2 separate regions of the Triticum aestivum genome follow, and region 1 is linked to region 2. Evidence: chromatin contacts called from public Hi-C data. All regions are on one chromosome and are shown on one strand. The core of a region is the stretch at or near the end of the contact, and the rest is flanking DNA. Distances in the headings are between cores, read along the strand shown. Region 1 has its middle 27 kb from the start of LOC123055288. Region 2 holds the start of LOC123055280.

What was found. Hi-C and Micro-C count contacts between places; a contact is called where the count stands out from the background.
Region 1: a contact with region 2 is called in a Hi-C map of leaf, with 5 times the contacts expected there. The contact joins the enhancer-like site here to the promoter of LOC123055280 in region 2. A contact is called at or near these places in 4 of 5 Hi-C or Micro-C datasets (leaf and an unstated tissue) and 1 of 1 datasets of contacts at active chromatin or transcription factors (leaf).

What each region holds. Positions count from the first base shown.
Region 1 is chr1A:447,907,755-447,911,910 of IWGSC CS RefSeq v2.1, reverse strand. No RefSeq gene overlaps it. Among protein-coding and RNA genes, the nearest start is that of LOC123055288, 27 kb to the left of the region's middle. Within about 2 kb of position 1,735, at least 1 of the 8 cell types and tissues checked has an H3K27ac peak or open chromatin away from gene starts, as enhancers often do. A contact at or near this core is called in leaf, where this site is marked.
Region 2 is chr1A:447,741,320-447,745,592 of IWGSC CS RefSeq v2.1, reverse strand. It overlaps LOC123055280, which reads left to right and starts at 1,774. Exons shown (of 10, transcript XM_044479278.1): 1 at 1,774-2,113; 2 at 2,632-2,811; 3 at 2,909-3,484; 4 at 3,591-3,875; 5 at 3,967-4,089. The coding sequence starts at 1,916.

The sequences.
Region 1 (4,156 bases), core at 486-2,985, 170 kb before region 2:
ATAAGTGAGTTGAATATTAAACGATTGACCAAATAGTTACTCATTTGGAGCTAATACTAGTTCTATTCATGGTCCCACTTTTCATTGCCGACTTGAACTGTAGCTTAATGTTATTCAGTAGTGTAAAGCCCATGCTTTGCTGCGGATATTATTAAATGTCTTAGTGAGTTTATTATAAAATATTTATAAAAAGACTGTATTTCTTAAGCATGAGGTTGCAAAGTCCAAACGTAGTTAAAATGCACAAAAATTACAATATTAAATTTAGGTACATTGGTTTTCTTTGTAAAGGTGCAATTTTTATGGTTGCATCCTTCAGAAAATTACATATTGGATTTTGTAACAAGTTAATTTAATAATTATTGCATTTCTTTTCATTGTTTTCTAATATGTCTTTTCATGAAGAGACATGTTTTCACCAATCATATTTTTTTGCAAAGAGACAGGTCTTTCCACCAAGAGACATCCTTTTACCAAGAGACATGTCTTCGTTTTGAGAGACATCCTTTCACCAAAGGATGTGTCCTTTAATCAAAGGACATGTCTGTTTGTAGGCCTGACTGCAAGACCCATTGAATTTGATTGATTCTTGATATAACCAAGCGACTACTTTTTTGGGTGATGTGGTTTAACACAGATGTTGTATTAGGAGTCGGTTTTAGAGTAATGGACTGTAGAATTTAATAGTAGTACACGCTACAATATACACACAACCAAGAACCAAAGAAAGTAAATTTACGACATGCATGCGTGCGTCTTTTTTTGACGAGGAAAGCTTGTGTTTGTGTGTGTCTATCTTAATAGGTCTCAAAATAGGATATCAAATTGTCTAGCTAATTACAATCGTACTGAGTCTTGTACCGCTATTTGGCTTCAAAGAGGTTCTCCCTATATAGAGGAGCTCTTGCTAGTAGATTGTAATCCTATTACCTAAGAAATAAAACTCCCATTTTTTCCCCACAGAAAAAAGAATTAAAATAAAAAAATTCCGATGAAGAAGAGAGATGGGGATAGAGGAGCAATCACATATTCTCAAGTCTCCGGTATGGGAGCGGCGACAGCGGCGCGTCGACAATGGTCGTTCCGTGGTCTACGAATCCCGATGTAATTTTTGTTATATTTGAGGTGTCTTGTATTTTCAGTGAATCTTTATAATAAGTCTAATCATTTTCGCCCAGAAAAAAAAAGGATCAAACTCTAGGTTTGACGTCTCGCGTTGTTCCTGTCACCAGCTAGCAAGATATTTGCGATGATTTGGTTAGTTTTAAAGTGTCTCGCAGCTCCTGTATCTAATAATAGTCTTAGGGCCCGCTTGGATTCGGTGTAAGATATTACATCCGGATTTTGTATACACTTGTATTATACCGGCCGCAGCGTGAGTTTCGCCGGGAGAAAAAACGACGCCTAGAGGTCTGTATCGTTTTTACAGGGGTATTGAGAGGCCAAACGCTAATCCAAGCGGAGCCTTAAGTGTGAATCCGCGCATACGATGGCGTAGGTGTACTCGGGATTTTGAGATAGTGAGCAGTCACGGTCGACCCAGAGATGCACAATCAGCGTTTTTCTCTAATGAAATCCTCCGGATCGATGAAGTCAATGGCTTTGCCGAGAAAAGAAAGGAAGAAAGATGTACATGCAGTCAAATGGTAACGTGCCTGTCCCTATACGCGTGACAGCGCGCCGAGAAGGTCGTCGGCTCGGTGAACCCCGCGTGTCCCGGCCAATTTGCTGGATCGGTCGAGTCATTTTCGGCCTCTCCACGAGACCAACACAGAGGTGGACTGCAGACCGGAGGTCCAGCCGTGGGGGTCCGGGACGGTCGCTCCTGCCGCAAAATGCAAATGCAAGAGACGAGGAGATGAGGCATAGGCCACCACGGAAGTTGGAAAACGACCACGACCGATATATTGGTCCCGAGCCCCGCATGTCCATACGATAGATGGACCCCCCGCCCCCGTCCTCATGAAAACGTGTGTCTCATGCCACCCGTACCATCACAAACCGATCGACGTCTCATCGTCTCATCGAGGCCAAAAAAAAAACAAACAAGAAATTAAGCTTAGGCCTGGATCTTGAACAAATTTTCTCCTCCCCACGAGTGACTTCATTTTGATCTATTTTTGGCGTGAACAGCGGGAACTCTGCCTTTGCATTATAGAAGAACAGAAGTCATACAAATTTGAATTGACAACCAGAAAATTCCGGGCGAATTACCCACTCAACACCAGCCTTCAAAACAAAATCATTACATCCCAAACCCAGAGTGGGTACCCTCATCGTAGCCTCGCTGAAACACTTGACGTTCTCCTTGACCAATGCCGTCAGCACGAGTGTCGTCAAATCCTTTTGCTCGAAAACCCTCTGATTCTGTTTTTTTTTTTGCAGAAATAAAACTTCCATTACTCAATCACCGACGTATTACAATCATCGGATGCTATTCCTAGGACCTCCGGAGGACCTGCTCCAAGCCAGGTCATAGTTCTACCAGAAGACATAGCATAGTTCGCCAGCCAAGCACTAGCTTTATTTTGAGAAATACTACCAAAGGAGATACAAGAATTACAGCTACCAATTAGCTGCTTAATGTCAAACACCAAGTGGGCGTATATTGATCTATCAACTTTCGTGCTGTTGGTCATCTTCACTACACTCTTCGACCCCAACTCAATTTGTATGGCTGTATTGTTCCTCTGGAGCGCAGTGGTGAGGCCCTCCTTACATGCACTTAGTTCTGCTTCTAACACATCTCGGCACAAGTTTAGCTTCCTGCACAAAGAAAAAATAATGGCGCCATCTTCATTCCTAAGAATCGCTCCTGCACCTGCTCCTCCAGCAACACCATATGAACCAGCACAATTCAACTTCATCCATCCCCTCGCCGGAGGCATCCATCTAGAGCCATATTTAGTTGGCGAGCTAGTATTTCTGTCGACATCAGAGGAAAAGGAGATCAATGCCTTTCCCTTCCTTGGGTCAACATTCTGGTTAAGTTCAATGCCAAGAATCGAATCCAAATAACTCTCAAGAAACCGAGCTGAAACTTCTAGCGGTGGAGGAGGTTTATTGTGTACCACTTTGTTCCGAACGAACCATATCCTCCAGAGAGTCATCAACAACATGCATCTTGCAATACGATCTAACGGCTCCAGTGTGTGAAGTAGCCATTCTTTCCCTGTTTTTTAATTGAACGCATCTCTGGCAAGGTCCAAACCGTAGCCATCTTTGCATATAACTGCCTGCCACCAGGGCAGACTAAAAAGGGGTGAAAATTATCCTCAACTTCCCTTGCACAAATAGGGCACTCCCCGTATATTTCCAGCCCGATTCTATTTTTCTTCTGCCAAGTAGGCAGTGAGTTTGTAGCCAGTCTCCAAGCAAAATTCCACACTGTCGGGGGTATATCACACGACCAAATATAATTCCAGCAGGCTCGCCCTCCTGAAGGGTTAGTGCTCGATGAAACTGCTGCCTCTCTATGGGCTTCTTCAAATCCTAGATCATACGCGCTCTTGACAGAAAACTGTCCCAACTTCCCGGGTCCCCAAGCCAGCCAACCCTCCATGCCAGGACTCGTACATATCTTTACAATTTCAGACACATCCGCCATAGCGAAGAACTTCCTCAACAATGCATAGTTCCATGATCAGTCCTTCGTTAGTAGGCCCGACACAAATCTTATACGGCATCTCCCCTGCAGAGAGAAGGGTTTATACAAGAATGGTCTCTGTATCCAATTGTCCCTCCATATACGTATACTTTTCCCATTCCCCACTCACCATAACAGCCCCTTCTTCAATAATTCTAACCCGTAGCTTATTGCATGCCAAGTGGAGGATGCATTACCTGTAAAAACCGTGTCTTCAAGCCTCCCATTGGGATAATATCTAGCTTTGATTACCTGGGAACACAAGCTTTCTGGTTTTGAAATTAATCTCCACGTTTGTCGAGCTAACAGAGCTTGATTAAACAACCAGAAATCCCGAAAGCCCGCTCCCCTTTGTTCTTCGGTTGCATAAGATTGTCCCAACTCCTCCAATGGACTTTCCATTTCCCTCTTGCAGCCCCCAATAAAAGTTCCTTACCATCCTGGTAAGATAATCACAAACCAAAAGAGGCATCTTGAAAACTCCCATGACATATGTTGGTAATATTGGGG
Region 2 (4,273 bases), core at 525-3,024:
CACTCCAATGATTGTACTTGACGCTAGGTGGTCTATTGACATTGGATGTATTTTTTTTATTTTGGTACTTTTTGTACTGCCATGATGTTTGATGAATAGATTGGAAGTTTTTCCTTGAAAAAAAAGCTTAGACCTGGATACTTGTATAAGAAAAATAGGACTGAATATTGGTTGGTTTTCATAGGACATAGCCCACTTTCCCCGTATGTTCGTTTGCACATGTGCGGACACAAAAAAGATTGCCCAATGAGGTTTCCAAACTTGTTCCAAATATCCAGAAGATCTATGAATGCCCAATTCAAACCCATACGTGAGGAAACGGGGTTGCCCGGACATGTCCGGGCTGTCAGGTTGGACACGCGTGCCCTACCCAAAACCCCACCCCGAGGCACACCCATTCCATTTACCCCCGAATCCCTCCCCTTCTGCCTGATTTCCTGTTGGAGCCCTCCGCTAAAACCATAAGTTTTCCCCGGTTGTCCTCTTTGTTCGCCACACTTCACCAACCTCACCTTCGTCATGTCGCCACCCTCTCTTTCTTGCCATGTTTCCCTTCAGACCACCAAGAGGGTTGCCCGTCTCCGCATTGATCCGCCATGCCATGGAGCACCGCCCCTAGCGTTGCCCTCACTCGCGAGGAGTGTGTCGCCTAAAGCTAAGGAGGAGGAAGGGAGCACCGCCCCATGATGCCTCCCGAGCCAAGAGCGAGGTACGCGCCACCCTTCGGGTCACCAAGGAGGAGGAATTCGCTGCCCGTCACCGGGTCGTTGTTGTCCCTGATGTTGCTGAATGCTAGGCTGCCACCCGCCACAACTCCGAGGAGATCATGGCCAATGCCCCTTGATGTCCTATCCGGTGTCGGGATGAACGCATCCCCGCTGCCCGCCGGTACGTTGCCCACAAGGCCGCCGTCGAGGCCAAAGTCCAGGCAACTGATACGGAAGACAACGAGGCGGTCGCCATGGCGCGCTACCACGATGCCCTCTTCTACTTACAACGCGTTGACTCGCAAGTTGCAACGGCCAATGCCACATCCGAGAAGGTCTTTTCAAATACTATCTTATTAGAAGTACTTTGGTAAACTAGTACTACCTCCGTCCAACAATGTAAGACTTTTTTGACACTATGAGATGGAGGGAGTAATTGTGTATGTGCAATGCACGTTAGTATCAAGCAATATATTAATTGTATTCTATATATATATATATATATATATATATATATATATATATATATATATATATATATATATATTAGAAGTATTCCATGTTAATATTAGCAAGATATAAATTGCATGTTAATATTAGGTAGAATACAATTACTTGGCTAATGCTACTAACATTGATATTATGTATTTTGTTTATTAATGGAGGGTGCTAAACGTGTTTAGTGCTAAACATCAGAGCGATGTAGGCCATTGAATAGATGTGGTCGAACGGATGTGATTATTACGTGATGTTTAACATATACAAATGAGATGGATGCCCTTAAAAAAGTAGGAAGTTTAAGACAAGAAGAGATGTGACCGCGCATACGTTCGAACGTGTCCATGACCATATACGATTAGATAAACCCCTGAGATGCCCCTTGTAGTTCCTCACATCTGAAACGATGGTGTCGAAACAAAATAGGGTCGAGCTTTCGATCCGAGCCGTCGATGGATGGATCGGTCGACGGTCCAAGAAACGTGCTTATCCTTGCATTTGCGTGATTGTGGTTATTAATAATCGTACCCGTATACAATTGTTTCCAATCCCCTCCCATTAATGCCCACGGAGAAGGACGCGATCGAACCATCTTCTCTCCCATAAGAGGCGCACCCATCATGCAGAAAGCCATAGCTAGAGAGCTAGGCACCAACTGGCAACCGCCCCCCTAGTATAGTCCGTAGTAGTCGTAGCACCGCCTTCTCCTCATGGAGAAGGCGAGGAGGACGAGTTCACCGTCATGGACGGCCGCCGTGGCTCTGGTGTCCCTCTTTGCGGTCGCCGGCGTGGCCGCGGCGGGGGCGCCGCCGCCGAGGAGGATCCTGGTGGACACGGACATGGACACCGACGACCTCTTCGCGCTGCTCTACATCCTCAAGCAGGACCGCTCCCAATTCGACGTCAAGGTAATTTGGTGCCGTGTCCTCCTCCGTCCCGCTCTCGTGCTGCATGCTATGCGTCGTGGCACTCGTAATCGCCTCCCAGTAATCGATCTCCGATCATCTGTCCTGGTGATTTTTTAAAAATTTTGTATTTGCGAATCAGAATGTTCTGCTGATCGCATCGGCCCGGTCGTGTTCGCTCGTGCATATACGTTACCTTTTGGTGGAAAACGGCCGCTGGATCTCTCCATCGTCGTATGCATGCGCGCGTGCGCCGGCTCGAATGATTGTTTGCATTGTCGACATTGCCGATTAGTTAATTATAGGTTTGTAAAAGGAGAGGCGGTTTACACTCTTCTCAGAGAGAGAAAGAGGAAGGCGTTCAATCTTTGGAGAGGAAAAGAGGAAGCCATTTAGATAGGACAACGATGGCGCATCTTGGCCTTTGACTGCGTCGGATTTTCTCTCCCTCTCTAGACTCTACTAGTAGTAGTGCATTACTCTGATAAGTTGTGATGTGAACGTACGTACACTGTGCGTAGGCCATTACCATCAGCGCCAACGCATGGATCGACGCCGGCCACGGCGTCGACCAGCTCTACGACATCCTCTACATGATGGGCCGCGACGACATTGCCGTCGGCGTCGGCGGCGACGGCGGCATATCGGAGGCTGGAGAGATACACCCCGACGTCGGCGGCTACCTCCCCCTGATAGACCAGGTACGTACTGATCGATGAATCGGCGGCCGGCGAAGCGCCGAAGCCACGAATTACCATTATTAATTTACAAGCTTGCTAAAAAGATTACGTACGGCAGGGCATGTCGACGGTGGGCGGCTGCCGATACCGGCAAGCCGTCCCGCCGGGACGCCGTGGCGGGCGCCTCGACACCGACACCAACGGCGGCCTCCGTAGGGGCTTCCTCCCGCAGGGCCACCGGGGGTACGCGCCGCTCCGGCAGCCCACGGCGCAGCAAGTGATGGTGGACACGGTGTCGGCGGGCCCTACCACGCTGCTCCTCTTTGGGACCCACACCAACGCCGCGCTCCTCCTCATGGCGCACCCGCACCTGAGGCGCAACGTGGAGCGCGTCTACGTCCTCGGCGGCGGCGTAAGGGTGGCGGGGAACCTCTTCACCGCCTACGGCGCCAACCCGTTCGCGGAGTTCAACGTGTTCGGCGACCCCTTCGCCGCCTACCAGGTGCTCCACTCCGGCGTCCCCGTCACGCTCGTCCCTCTCGACGCCACCAACACCATCCCGGTCACCGAGGAGTACTTCGCCGAGTTCGGCCGGCGGTGGCAGACCACGCCCGAGGCGCGCTACTGCTTCCAGTCGCTCGACCTAGTCCTGAGGAGACACAGAAGGCCGGCTCCCGGCCTCCATGGCAGCACGGCAAGCTCTCCATCCAATTCAAAATCTTTTCCATTTTTTACATCCTTGTCATTAAAGATTTCAATTCATCAATTATGATAATGTTTTTCTTTTCTTGTAACTGCAGGGCTATTACATGTGGGATTCCTTTGCCGCCGGTGTGGCTTTCTCTAGCATGCGCAATGGCGACGCCAATGGCGCAAATGACTTTGCTGAGCTAGAGTACATGAACATCACGGTGATCACTTCCAACAAACCGTACGGCGTGCGCGACGGCTCGAACCCGTTTTTCGATGGCCGCGCGACGCCCAAGTTTGGTCTGAAGGTGGGTGGTGTTCACAGTGGCCATGTCCAGACTGGGATCGGAGATAGTTTCTGCTTGGTGCCGGGAAGCAACGCAGGTAGATGCCAGGTAAGATATCTCTATGTGTCACCAATGCCAAAAAACAAAATCCCATGTAAGAGTAGTATAAATTCACAGTGACTTGCATTTCTCCTTATAGGATGGATACACCAAGGAAGTGACTGGTTCAGAAGGAGTCCGCGTTCGTGTTGCCACGAGCGCGAAGCCAAACCCGGTTTACAATAGCGCGTTTGATAGGGAATTTTCCAAGAACTTCCTAGAGGTAAAGCACTAAGCAGTATATATGCATGATTAGCAATTGGAGTGGAGTTTGCGTGCTAATTTAGTATCTAAAAGAGCGCAGCATTTAAATTAAATTGAACAGTTTGAACATGCATAGACACTTCAGAAGAATATGCATCCAGATTGTGTAACTAAATTTCACTCTGTCTACGAGGAATCATAAA